Linked DNA regions of Danio rerio: regions 1 and 2 are each linked to region 3. The links are chromatin contacts, called in public Hi-C and HiChIP or PLAC-seq maps. All regions are on one chromosome and are shown on one strand. Each heading gives the region's core, a stretch centred on a gene start, on an enhancer-like site or on the middle of the called end of the contact. The rest is flanking DNA. Distances are from core to core; before and after follow the strand shown.

Region 1 (3,836 bases), core at 313-2,812, 200 kb before region 3:
TTTTTTTAAAACGATTTTAAGGTCAAAATTTTAGCCCCTTAAACTATATACAGTTGAAGTCAGAAGTATTAGCCCCCTTCAATTTTTTCTTCTTTTTTTTTTTAAATATTTCCCAAATGATGTTTAACAGAGCAAGGAAATTTTCACAGTATGTCTGATAATATTTTTTCTTCTTCAAAAAGTCTTTTTTGTTTTATTTAGGCTAGAATGAAAGCAGTTTTTAATTTTTTAAACACCATTTTAGGGAAAAAATTATTTCAGACACATTTTTCAGAAGTGTCTTGAAAAATGTCTAGTAAAATTTTTATTACTGTCATCGTGGCAAAGATAAAATAAATCAGTCATTAGAAATTATGTATTAAAACTATTATGTTAAAAAAATGTGTCGAAAAAATCTCTCCGTTAAACAGAAATCAGGGAAAAAATAAACAGGGGGGCTAATAATTCACAGTGGCTAATAATTCTGACTTCAACTATATATAAAAAAACAAAACAAATATAAATATGAATAAATACACACACAAAATTTCAGTCTTTCACAAATGTGCCTGTTTCTGTTATGTTCCCAAGGCAACAAGACATTTCCGTTTTCTCCAAAACCCAACATTACCCAGCGTTGGGCTGAGAAACAGACTGGAAAGGCACACACACACACACACACAAAAAAAAGGAGACAGAAATGCAACATACGCTGCAGCCTAGATAAATCCACCTTCGCCAGGCTGGGAATTACTCTACGATATGGAGTCAGAAGCAGCCAGATTACACAATAATCCCCAGGTAGATTTTACACCTCTAGAAGAGCCGCCAGCGTGTGTAATTCCCGCACTACCTTTTCTTAATGGAGAATCGCTTCACGCAACAGCTGCCATCCTAAAAATCATCTCTCACCTATTCGTCATCAACTGTACCCCCCCCCCCCCCCAACCCCCAAGCAGTGCGCACATAGGTAGACATTTAATTCCACCCATGGCCGTGTGTCTGAGAGGCAAATGAATGTGCCTATTCCTCATCTCCGCCACCACCACCGCAGTACACAATGATTAAACCCGGGCCAGCCATAATTAATGAAAGGTCACAAGTGGCCTTAGAGTAGGCTGCGAATGAAAGGACCCACCCAAATGTAGTCATAGATCTGGGCCTGGAAATAGATTAAGAGGAAGCACTCGCAGCTATGGCGAGAGGCCATTCGCTAACCCAAATCCTAAAAATGTAAAGGACAATACCCTGAAGGTTAGGCTTTCTAATTAATCGTCCTCATTAACCCGTACTGCAGTGATATTAAACTTTCGCCTTAATCTAATCACGCCAAATGAAAACGAAGAGCCTCAAAAGACAAAACACGTCTGTTCTCTGAGGAAACACGATAGTGTAACGTTTCAACAAAGCCCCACATGGAGGGATGTACGAAAATGGACTTTAATTTGGTACTGGATTCAGGAACACATGCTAATGTGTGAGAGAAATGCACCACATGCACACACACACACACACATGCTGTATCTTTCAGCATGCAGGATCTCGCATTGACCTATAGGTGTCACCCTTTACAAGCAAGGAAGAGAGACTGCTACACACACACACACACACAGCAGATGAAGGCAGAGAGGTTAGAAAGGCACAGACAAATATATACAGAACGCGGACTGAAAAATATGTGGAGATGACAAAAGCAGATGCTAGACAGGAAGTCCGCGCCAAGCGATGAGACTCAGAAGACAGCGCGATTACCTTCAGATGAGGCCGAGCTGCCTTCCCCCGTTTCCCCAGAAGAACGCTGATTACACACATACTAATCATACTGACAGGCACAAACCACCAAATAAATAATACATGCTAACCACTGCTCCATCCAGCCTCTGCTACCCCCAGACCGAAGGCCCGGTCGGTGTGTGTGTGTGTGTGTGTGTGTGTGTATACCACAACCCCAGACTCTTCAAAACACGCTCGCTTTAAGAAATCGTACCTGAGAAGCTCCTAGTGGGATCCTCGGTTTAGCATAGTCTGCTGAGGTGATTCTCCGACCCTTTCCTCCAGCCAGAGAGCAGTGGAGCGATGTGAGCCGGTCTCTGTGCTCCTTCTCATTACTCTCATTAGGATTACCCAAGCACTAGTTATCATTTTAACCAGGTGTCACTGTAAATCTGCGGGGGCCACATTTCCCCCCTCCCCTGTCTACCTCTTTCTCCCCCTCGTTCTCCCCCACAACAGACAGCTTCCTTGTCTTTAACGCTGCACTGTTGGATAAAAAAGCAATCTTATTTCACACCTCACGGACTCTATCTCTCTCTCCCTTGCTTGTCCTGTTTTTTTTTTTTTTTCTCCCCTACTAGATCCCCCTCTGGCCCCCCGTCAACCCCTTCCCTATATCAAAGCTGTCCTGACTTCGGAGCGCACGGTGTAAAATGAAAGTGACAGAAGGGTTCTGCAGGACAATGGGACATAGGCTCCATGCTGGGGGCTTTCATGCTTTGTCCGCTCTTCATATCAGCACTTCTTCGGCCCCGTCCGTACCCCTCCTGCCCCAAAACAGGACCCCCCTCTAACCCACAACACACAAAAAAACACTGCCTCCATCTCAGACCGGACTAAATCTGGAGACACCATCGCTAGATGGACGAAAAACACATAGTCCATCAAATGCATTATATTTATTATAAAATTATGTATTATAAAATATGTATAAATATAAAAGTATGTATTATATATATAAATTATATATCATATTATATATTTTATTATATTATATATTTTATTATAATATTTTATATTGTTATATTATAAAATAATATATTATATTATTACATATTTTTATTATTATTACTATTATTATTATTATTTTTATTAGTATTATTATATATTTTATTATATTATTTTAGACTATTATATTATATTATATTATATTATATTATATTATATTATATTATATTATATTATATTATATTATATATTTTTTGTATTATATATTTTATTATATTATTTTATTGTTATATTATTATTTTATATTGTTATAATATATTATTATATAGTTTTTATCATATTATATTATATTATATTATATTATATTATATTTTATTAAATTATATTAGATTATTATATTATATTATTATTATTATTATTATTATATTATATTATATTATATTATATTATATTATATTATATTATATTATTATCACAATAATATGATGTATTATATATTATATTATACAATATAAATATCATATTGAGATTAAAAATTGGCGACCTGACCCAAATTAACAGTTCACAGCTCACATGAGTTTAACAAATAACCGATATTATCATTCACCCATCAGTGCACACATTAAATGACATTTATAACTAGTTATAAAATCTACAGAGCAGCTTTTCAGATTCCAAATCATTCCAAACCTTACATAGTAAAAGCTCATATGTACTGTTTAAGCTGCAGCATAGTTTGCAAGTTATTCAGGCACATATTTAAAAGCCTCAACTTCTCATTTATTAACTGGTGCAGACAATAAAACAGACTCTTAACAATATAAAAAGGATTGATTGATGATTTCATTTTTGTTTATTTACATTTAAAACACACGGGAGTCTTAAATCCGCTTAAACTACAGTCACCACATGTGTGTTTACATACAGTAAAGTGCACATTTTTCAGGGTGTCATTAAAACACTCATGCTAATATACCTTGTTTAAAAAAAATAAACACCTTTATATGAATATGAAACTGTGATTATGACCAAAAAGTTAGTTGACTAATCAACATCTTGGAAGAACTATCAACCAATATATAACCTTAGAATAAACCAGCATGAACTCTGTTTAAAACACACACACACACATACAC
Region 2 (4,448 bases), core at 106-2,605, 200 kb after region 3:
ATTAAAAACAGTCTATTGTCTTTATCCAAACCGAATATGAGATATGAATACGATATCTTTCTCTGCTTGATCTTTCATTCATTTGCTATTTTTAATATTTACATTTTTGCTGACGTGATACTCAAATGAAGCTCATTTGTTTATTGTACAGGGGTTGTTGTGATGGTGCTGCTTCTGTGCAAACTATTTATAACAAAGAAATGAATAAAAAACGAATGAATGGGTAAATGCACAAATGAATGAATGAACAAGTTGTCTAATTGATGAATGAACAAATTAACAAACAAACAAAAAATGAATAAATGCAAATGAATGTATGAATGGACAAATAAACGGACAAATGATTAAATGATCGGATGAATGAATGAATGAATGAATAGACAAATAAATGATTGGATGAATTAATGAATTAATGAATGAACAAATGAACAAACAAACAAACAAACGAATGAATGAATGCAAATGAATGAATGAATGAATTTTAAAAATAATGAATGAACAAATAAACAAACAAAAAGTGAATGCAAATGAATGAATGAATGTATGAATGCATGAATGAATCGACAAATGAACAAATTAATGATGAGTGAACAAACGAATGAACAAACTAATTATTGCAAATGCTATTAAATGATTGAGTAGATGTATGGAGGAATAATCAAATAAATTGATGAATGAATGAATGAATGAATGAATGAATGAATGAATGAATGAATGAGTGAATGAATGAATGAATGATCGAATGAATGAATTAATGAATGAATGAATGAACAAAATAATGGTTAGTGAAAAAACGAATGAACAAACAAATTATTGCAAATGCTAATGAATGATTGAATGGATGAGTAAATGAATGATCGAATGAATGAATGAATGAATGAATGAATGAATGAATGAATGAATGAATGAATGAATGAATGAATGAATGAATGAATGAATGAATGAATGAATGAATGAATGAATGAATGGACAAATTAATAAATTAATGAAAGAACAAACAAATGAACAGATAAACCAAAAAAAATTAATGAATGCATGAATTTGAAACATGAGCAACTAGCCTGTGATCTAAATCAAACACAATTACAAAAATCTCCAACAGCAGTACAGTAACAACATGTTCATTTCATAAAGGTATAAATCCTGTCCTACTGTATGTAAACAGCTAGTGTTGTGCTTCAGGGAAACTCAGTTTCCCATGACCATCCTCACCCCCTGCCCATGCTCAGTACTAGCGTCCGTTCATAGCATTACAGCCATTTTACATGGCAGGCTAGTGACTGTGCTTATGTGATGGTGTCACTCGACATAGACAATATGTAAAGAGACACCGTCTACATTTGTGTATGTGATCGCAATGCGGAATGACACAATGCTCCAGCCAATAAAAACAAGCACGCGCGCACACACACACACAGTCTGTGAGCGAGTGACTCATGTGCCTTACTGTGACCCCATTAGGACAGTAAGGTTGTGGGTCACTGAGTGAAGTATTTTCTGACATAGATACAGGGTCAAGAGTGACAGTTGAGAGAGAGATCATTGGCAGTAATACATCTTTTCACATTAGTCAAATGTATCAGACCATAAAGCAGTCGTTTTTGCAAATATTATACACTGTTATAAATGCTCCACACAATCGAACTGTGTTGGGACAACATGAAGGAATTAAGTTAAGTAATTAGTTTTTAACAAATTTAAGTGGATTAAACGTAAAACAATTAAGTTGTCCTCAAAAAACACTTCAACAATTGTGTTGTTTCAGCTAATTTTAAATAAGTTTGAACAGACAGCGAACATCATTTTTTGAGTGTTTGGATTCATTTACAAACTGGAAAAAAAAACTGCAATGCACCATAATTAATTTCAATGTGTTCGATTCATAATAAAAACACAAAAATGTGTCATGTCTTATAATTTTGAAAGAGGAAAAAGGGCATAAGTAATTGAATTAGATATCACAGACATTAAACATACTGTTAAAAGATGAGTACATTTAAGCTGTAATTGTTATCCTAAGTTATTACTGTATAAGTCACTTTATTATTGTCAACTTAATGTAAAACCATTTAAACCACCTAAAGTAATGTGGTTTTGATGTATTGTTATTAAACTATAACAGAAATAAACCTTAATAGCAAATAGAAACAAAATTAATGCACATGATTTACAAGAAAAAACTAAAACTTAAAATGAAAACTAAGTTAAAAGTAATTTTTATGAATGTAAAACCATTAGAAATGACTAAAATAATCTGGTTTCAATTAATTAGTTATTAATCTATAACAGAAATGAACCTTAAAACTAAATTATAAGTCATTTTTATGAATGTAAAATAACTAGAAATTACTAAAATAATCCGGTTTCAATGCATTAGTTATTAAACTATAACAGAAATGAACCTTAATTGCACATAAAAAACAAAAATACTGCACAGATTTACAAGAAAAAACTAAAACCTAAAACAAAAACTAAGTTAAAAGTCATTTTTAAGAATGTAAAACCATTAGAAATGACTAAAACAATCCAGTTTCAATTAATTAGTTATTAAACTATAACAGAAATAAACCTTAATTGCAATTAAGAACAATAATAATGCACAGATTTAAAAGAAAAAACAAAAACTTAAGATGAAAACTGAGTTATAAGTCATTTTTATGAATTTAAAACCATTTAAAATGACTCAAATAATCTGGTTTCAGCGTATTAGTTATTAAACTATAACATCAATGAACCTTAATTGCAAATAAAAAACCCAAGCTCATTCTGTAAACGTAGCCCCGCGGACGTTTCTGGAGACTGCGATCTACGTTTAGTTTTTCTCGAGCGATGAATGAGTGGAGGGCTTTGCTGCCGCTACCAGTTCGTCCGCTTAGCTCGCAGCATTACATCGGCGGAGCGGAGGCCTGCAGGAGGAGGAGCCGGCCGCGGGGACGACCGGGATCGGGTCCGAGGAAGAGCGGTTCCGGATATCAGGTAAGATGAAAAACAGAATCTGAAAAATAAGGGCGAGAATGCAGCAGGATCTGAAAACGCGGTCGAAATCGAAGACGAGGGCTTTTTATTATTATATTTTTTTTCTGGACAGCTTTTGCAAACCGTCGCTTGGGTTGAGGGAAGGAGGAGGAGGAGCAAGAAGAGGAGGCTGGCCGCCCGGTCGATTGTTCAGTCGTTCGGCCGGCCAGTTGGACGGACGGTCGCTCCACAGCGGCCTCCAGCGGCTTTTCGCGCGAGAACAGCACAAGCGCGAACAGCGCGCGCTCCCGAGAGGTGCTCAAGACGCGAAAAAGCGCGCACAGCGGCTTCTCTCGGATCCGCAAAAACAAAAACCGCTCGAATACGTACCTCCCGGGACATATTTCGCGGTCCGCAGAAACGTCCGTGGCCTACGTTTCCACAGTGAGCCCGGGTTGAAATAAAAACAAAAATACTGCACAGATTTACAAGACAAAATAACAACTTCAAATTAAAATAAAAGATATAAAAATAAAAAAAACCTGGCATATAAAATGAATGCACTAACAAGACACTATAACTGTGCAATATATTTTAATTTATTAAACTTACAATCAATCATATGCCACTGATTCTTCAATACGTCATTCCCCAATATAAATCATTCCAAATACACATTATTTATATTAATTTTACTCTGTATAAGACGATTGTCCTAAAACTCCTTAAGTAATGAACGAATGCTTAAAATAGCGGTGCATTTCTTGAAGTCACGCAATGCATCGCTCTGTCACTGAGAAGAGCCTTCTGAAGAGCTTGCCATTGTCTGGTGTGATGAACTTGAGGTTCAGTCTTTCAAGCCCAGGGGTGTGTCTGTCTAATCCTGACCCCCTGCAGGCCCTCGTTCCCCCGCCCCGCACACGCTCCAGCTGACGCCTGCCCCGATGACCAGCACTTCACCGCACCACTGAATAAAACACCCCGTAATGAGACAGGCCACAAAATGGCTCCTCCGCCAGCAGATAGAGCTGGTGGGAAATGAGCGAGAGGGCGAGAGAGAGAGGAGAGAGAGTGAGAGAGAGAGAATCAAGAATCATTGTAAATATACTGATATTATTAATAATATTTATTACTGTTTTATCCATAAATGTTAATTGCTAAATGTAATGTATTCTGATTTATTTATTTATTTATTCATTTATTTATTTAGTTTTGTATATATGTATTTATTTCCACATGTATTTCTACATGTACCAGCATATGTTTTACGCAGCGGATGCCCTTGCAGCTGCAACCCATCACTGGGAAGCATCCATACACACTCATTCACACTCATACACTACATACAATTTAGCCTACCCAATTCACCTGTACCCGTGTCTTTGGACTTGTGGGGGAAAACGGAGCACCCGGAGGAAACCCAAGCCAACATGGGGAGAAATGCAAACTCCACACAGAAACGCCAACTGGCCCAGCGGGGGCTCAAACCTCAA
Region 3 (4,355 bases), core at 1,842-4,341:
ACAAATCTGTTCAGAGTCTATAATAGGAACGACTCGAGCACATGCAACGCCACACGGTTTATACACTCCTTGCATGTGGACGCGAGTGCTACATGTTTAAGTGTTTCATGACCGGGTGAAACACAAAAGGCAAGACAGACAACAAATATTGCAACAATATGACTTCCTAGGAATGATTCAACTGCCATCAAAATCATTGTCCGCAAAAGGATTAGCCCTGAATAGCCTATCCATGAGTTTTTGAAGAGTGAGTGAGATGGCAAAGACCTTGCCTGCTGTCTTTGTTTTGTGATGGTGAAAGCCAGAGCACCGAGAGAGGGAGAAAGAGAGAGAGGGAAAGGATAAGGGTGAGCTGGAGTGAGAGAGAGTCCATGCACAGCATCTGAATTATACTATATATCCTTTTTGCGTGACGCTTGTAATTATTGCCACCCCTCTACCAGGGAGCCGAGAGACATTAAACCCCTGACTTATCTGTCCTTTTCCTCCCTCCCTCCCTCATTCTCTTTCCTAAAAACAGAGAAGCTTGCTTGCCCACTTTGCCCGCTTTTAAATAGCTAAAAAATATCGAAATACAAAAACAAAAGCGCACAACTGGGCTGAAAATTCCCCCTCACACACGGTTGTTTTCCCAATTCTGTTGTAATAATTCTTGCCTAAAAACAAAGCCTATGCTGATACTACAGATCTTAACCTAAACAAGTGTGTGTCATCCTTATACGTTAGCTTCTGGTTCCTCTTGTTACGACACGTCGGAAAGGATAAAAAGGTCTTGGGATTCGTGTTTTTCTGACCTCTTCCCTGATTTCTTCGATATGGCCCGTGGCTATTTGACCCCGTCTATCCTCTCAACTCTCTTTGCATGCATGCCTTCCTTCATGAGTATTCTCCCTCTCTCGTTCTCCAATGAAAAATAAAAATACATAAACTAAAGACTAATCGGGTGTAAAATCAAACACGCTTTCATTCCGGCCGCTCCTTTGTTGATCAAACTTGAGGTACATTTTTATAGTCCTGCTAACCCCCTCAATCTGGTTGTATTGTTTGCGTGACCCCACAACATAACCCAACCCCACTCTTTTCCCACTCTTTGCTGGCTTGGTAATGTTGGGTTTTTCCCTTCTCTTTCTTTTTTATCTTTCTTCCACTCACTCGGTGACCCCTGCTCCCTTGTTTCTTGCCGTCTGACCCCAAGTCTCTCAACCTCCCCCTCTCTTTCTTCCCCAACCCTGCACATCCATGAGGAGCTCGCAAACAGTCAGTCAGCTCTGGGTCTGTCTGTCCTTCCATTGCATCTCTTCTGTTTTCTCGTTTTCTATCTGACTGTGGGCTACATTGTGTCATTGTTATGGATCCACATTTCCGCCTGTTCTCATGCGTATACCGTGGAAGGACTATCTCTATAGCTTTTCGTTGATGTCAGCTTTTAGGTCCCCATCTCTCACTCTCCTTTTTTTTAAATTCATCCTACACCTGTGGTCTTCATTAAGTTCTAGCTTAATTAAAATGTGAGCTGTTTGTGGGGCAAATTCCCCTCAAGTAGCTTACAAGCTAGTTCTAGCTAAGTTGTTAGCTTTGTTTATAATTTGAAAACTATTTTTCGTCATATGCTTTTCTCCCTCAGGAGAAAGCATACGCAAGTTGTAAAATACAACGCCGATTTCGCTATCAAAGTCTTTGTTGTCGAAATAGCATTTCACTGCATGGTTTTGATTTTTATATTCAGAAACTCGCGCCGTATGCGTGGGTTTCTTGTTTTAAGGCATTCGCCGTATAATCGCTGTGTGTGTCGCGCGGCTCTGCGGGCTCTGTGAGCTCCGGCTGATCCGCTCCTGAGACCCGGGGCTCCGTCTCTATACCAAACACACTCCCCTAAACACTCACACACACTTCACACAAACACACATGCCAATCGACTTGCATGTGACTCCGGCTGGGAAGCGGCAAAGAACAACTTTAACGTCGCATGGAACGAAAAATAAACCGAGAAAGTGACAGGAGCGAGGAAAAAGTAGAGGAACTGAAATGCACAGCAAAGGGCGGAGAAATCCACACTAGAAAGGACTCGAAAAGTAACGATGGGCGCATTGTTGAGGATTTCTGCTCGCTAAATGAGCGAGGAAATGAAAGTAGAAGACGAACGAGCATATCGGTGTAAAAATGGAAAAGCGGGGCGACGCTTCCCGCTCAGCGGACGCAGACGGACTCGCAGGCTGGACTAAGACGCTCCTCTCCCGGCTACGATCGCGCAGCGCTCCCGCTGCTCTCCCACAGACCCTCGCGCATCGACACCCTCTCAAAAAACCCTTTCTTGACACTGCTCGGTCCCATTGTGACCCGTGTGAACACGCGAACGTGCAGAAGTGTGTTTTAAATCCAACTGTTTGGAAAAAGGAATCGCTGTCTTGCCCTTTTCTTTTCTTCCAGTCATGAGAAGAGCGAGGACGAAGCCAGATGTAAACACAGGTAACGATACTAATAAAACGACAGTAAATAAAGCAACTTGCATGAAAATAACTTGCGATCGCCTGTTCTTTACCCTGCTAGGAGAATAAGCAAAGCCGGGGCTGCTACGGCGAAATCCCGAAAGCCATCGCTTTAGTCTGTTATTGAAACTAAAGAGAATCGTAACGCTAAGAGAGAGACAGAAAGAAAGAGAAAGCAAAGTTACAACTTACAATGTTTGGCTGCCGCTTTGAGATCCTTGCTTTTTAATCCAGTATTGAGACGCTTTGGCTAAAGATCCCATCAAGGCAGTCCCTTTTGGTCAGTTTGCGTTTAGGATGATGGTAAAAGAAAGATCATTGTTGTTGCGGAGAGTAAAAAACGGACTATTAGTTGTAAAGGCAATATAAAAATAATTTGGATGCAAAGCAGGCGATGAGTCTTGTGTTAGAGGGAGAGAGGAAGAGGTGAAAGTGAGATCTGATGATTGAAAAGAAAAAAACTCTTTGGATCTTTATTCCTGCTAATTAGTTTCCTGCAAAAAATGGCTGTGATTAATTCAGTGCGCATGTGCTTCATTACACAGGCACGACGGGAAGGGCTAATTAGCCACCTTCTGGATCAATAAGATTCAGCAGAGAGCCGAGGAGAGAGAGAGGGAGGAGGGAGATAGAGGAGGGAGGGAGGGATGGATGGATAGATGGAGAACGAGAAAGAGGAAAGTAGTGATCGGGAATTGAAAATATGGAATTAAGTACAGCACAAAGTAAGAGTTGGATGAGAAGGAAGAAACTGAAAGTTAATAGCGGAGAGGCGCGCGCGCAGACCCCGCCGCGCAGTGTGTTTTCGCGCTCGTCTTTTACGCTCGCGAGACGCTATACTTTTAGATTTACAAATCAAAACGTGGATGTTTGTGAAATGCGATAGCGCACTTTATATCTCCCAAGCATTAGCTTTAGAGCGCTTACAAACCCCGATAAGCTCGACGCACTGTCCGTGCGCGTCTTATTTAATAAAAATAACAGGATTAACACTGTTTACATTTCTTTTTCTTTTAGTTTATATGCTACACTGAAGGAAAATTCACTTCTTGTGGACATTAGCCCTGCATGTAAAGCTTTATTATTGTAATTCTTAAATAAGCAATGTCTGAGTACAAATATATATTTTAGTGTGCATGCACAAATCTGTTTCATTGTGAGAAACAAACTTATAAATATGCTTAAAATAGTGCTCTGTAAAAAGTAGACTAGTAACAGCTGGTATATATATATATATTTAAAAATACTTTATTTTATTATTTTTTTTTAATCTCACTGATGACCTAAACTACCAAAACACTGTGCAGTCTTAAGATTTAAAGCATTATGTCTGTATTTTTTACACTTGTTATTTTTTGAAGTCATCAAATGTTGCTTAAAATGGCACGTACTATTCATGTAACACCACATTAGTTAAATCGTTATAAAGTATAATCATGTTTAAGCGTAATAAATGAAATATGTATTTTATCTATCGCAATATCATCTCAGTATTTACAGCCTGTATTTACGCTCCCGGTCTGTCCCATCGTGCTTTATGTTAATATGAGTGCATGAGGAGAAATCAAGACACTGCCACCGAATGCGAGGGAAAAAACAGTGCAAAAACTAGACAGCGCAAAAACCTCCACTTTCCTCTTTTTAGCTTTTCTGCACAGCCTGATACAATTCCTGTCAGAGTAAAACACAATGTATCCTAAGTTATATACAGTATATGCTTTATTCAAATGCAGACGGTGGTGAACATTAAACGATAAGAGATGCTTCTTCTGATATTAGATTTGAGACTCGATACAAAAGTTGAAGCAAAAAGCAATGTGTAGATTTGACGCCTTTAAAAAATATATTATTTGACCATAAGAAATTCTG

Evidence for each region. A called contact is a pair of places that touch in the nucleus more often than the background predicts. HiChIP or PLAC-seq counts read pairs in DNA pulled down with a chosen protein or histone mark.
Region 1: a contact with region 3 is called in an H3K4me3 HiChIP or PLAC-seq map of embryo, with 6 times the contacts expected there. The contact joins the enhancer-like site here to the promoter of zfhx3b in region 3. A contact is called at or near these places in 5 of 18 Hi-C or Micro-C datasets (caudal fin, embryo, hematopoietic stem cells and 1 more) and 3 of 4 datasets of contacts at active chromatin or transcription factors (caudal fin, embryo and gastrula embryo).
Region 2: a contact with region 3 is called in a Hi-C map of an unstated tissue, with 2.6 times the contacts expected there. The contact joins the enhancer-like site here to the promoter of zfhx3b in region 3. A contact is called at or near these places in 1 of 18 Hi-C or Micro-C datasets (an unstated tissue) and 1 of 4 datasets of contacts at active chromatin or transcription factors (embryo).

What each region holds. Positions count from the first base shown.
Region 1 is chr7:73,709,424-73,713,259 of GRCz12tu, forward strand. The region is part of intron 4 of zfhx3b (zinc finger homeobox 3b); the gene reads right to left. Among named protein-coding and RNA genes, the nearest start is that of pmfbp1, 120 kb to the left of the region's middle. Within about 2 kb of position 1,563, at least 6 of the 62 cell types and tissues checked have an H3K27ac peak or open chromatin away from gene starts, as enhancers often do.
Region 2 is chr7:74,104,971-74,109,418 of GRCz12tu, forward strand. It overlaps a transcript of zfhx3b not described here. Among named protein-coding and RNA genes, the nearest start is that of zfhx3b, 200 kb to the left of the region's middle. Within about 2 kb of position 1,356, at least 4 of the 62 cell types and tissues checked have an H3K27ac peak or open chromatin away from gene starts, as enhancers often do.
Region 3 is chr7:73,905,911-73,910,265 of GRCz12tu, forward strand. zfhx3b (zinc finger homeobox 3b) reads right to left here and starts at 3,092. Exons shown (of 10, transcript NM_001365188.1): 1 at 2,679-3,092.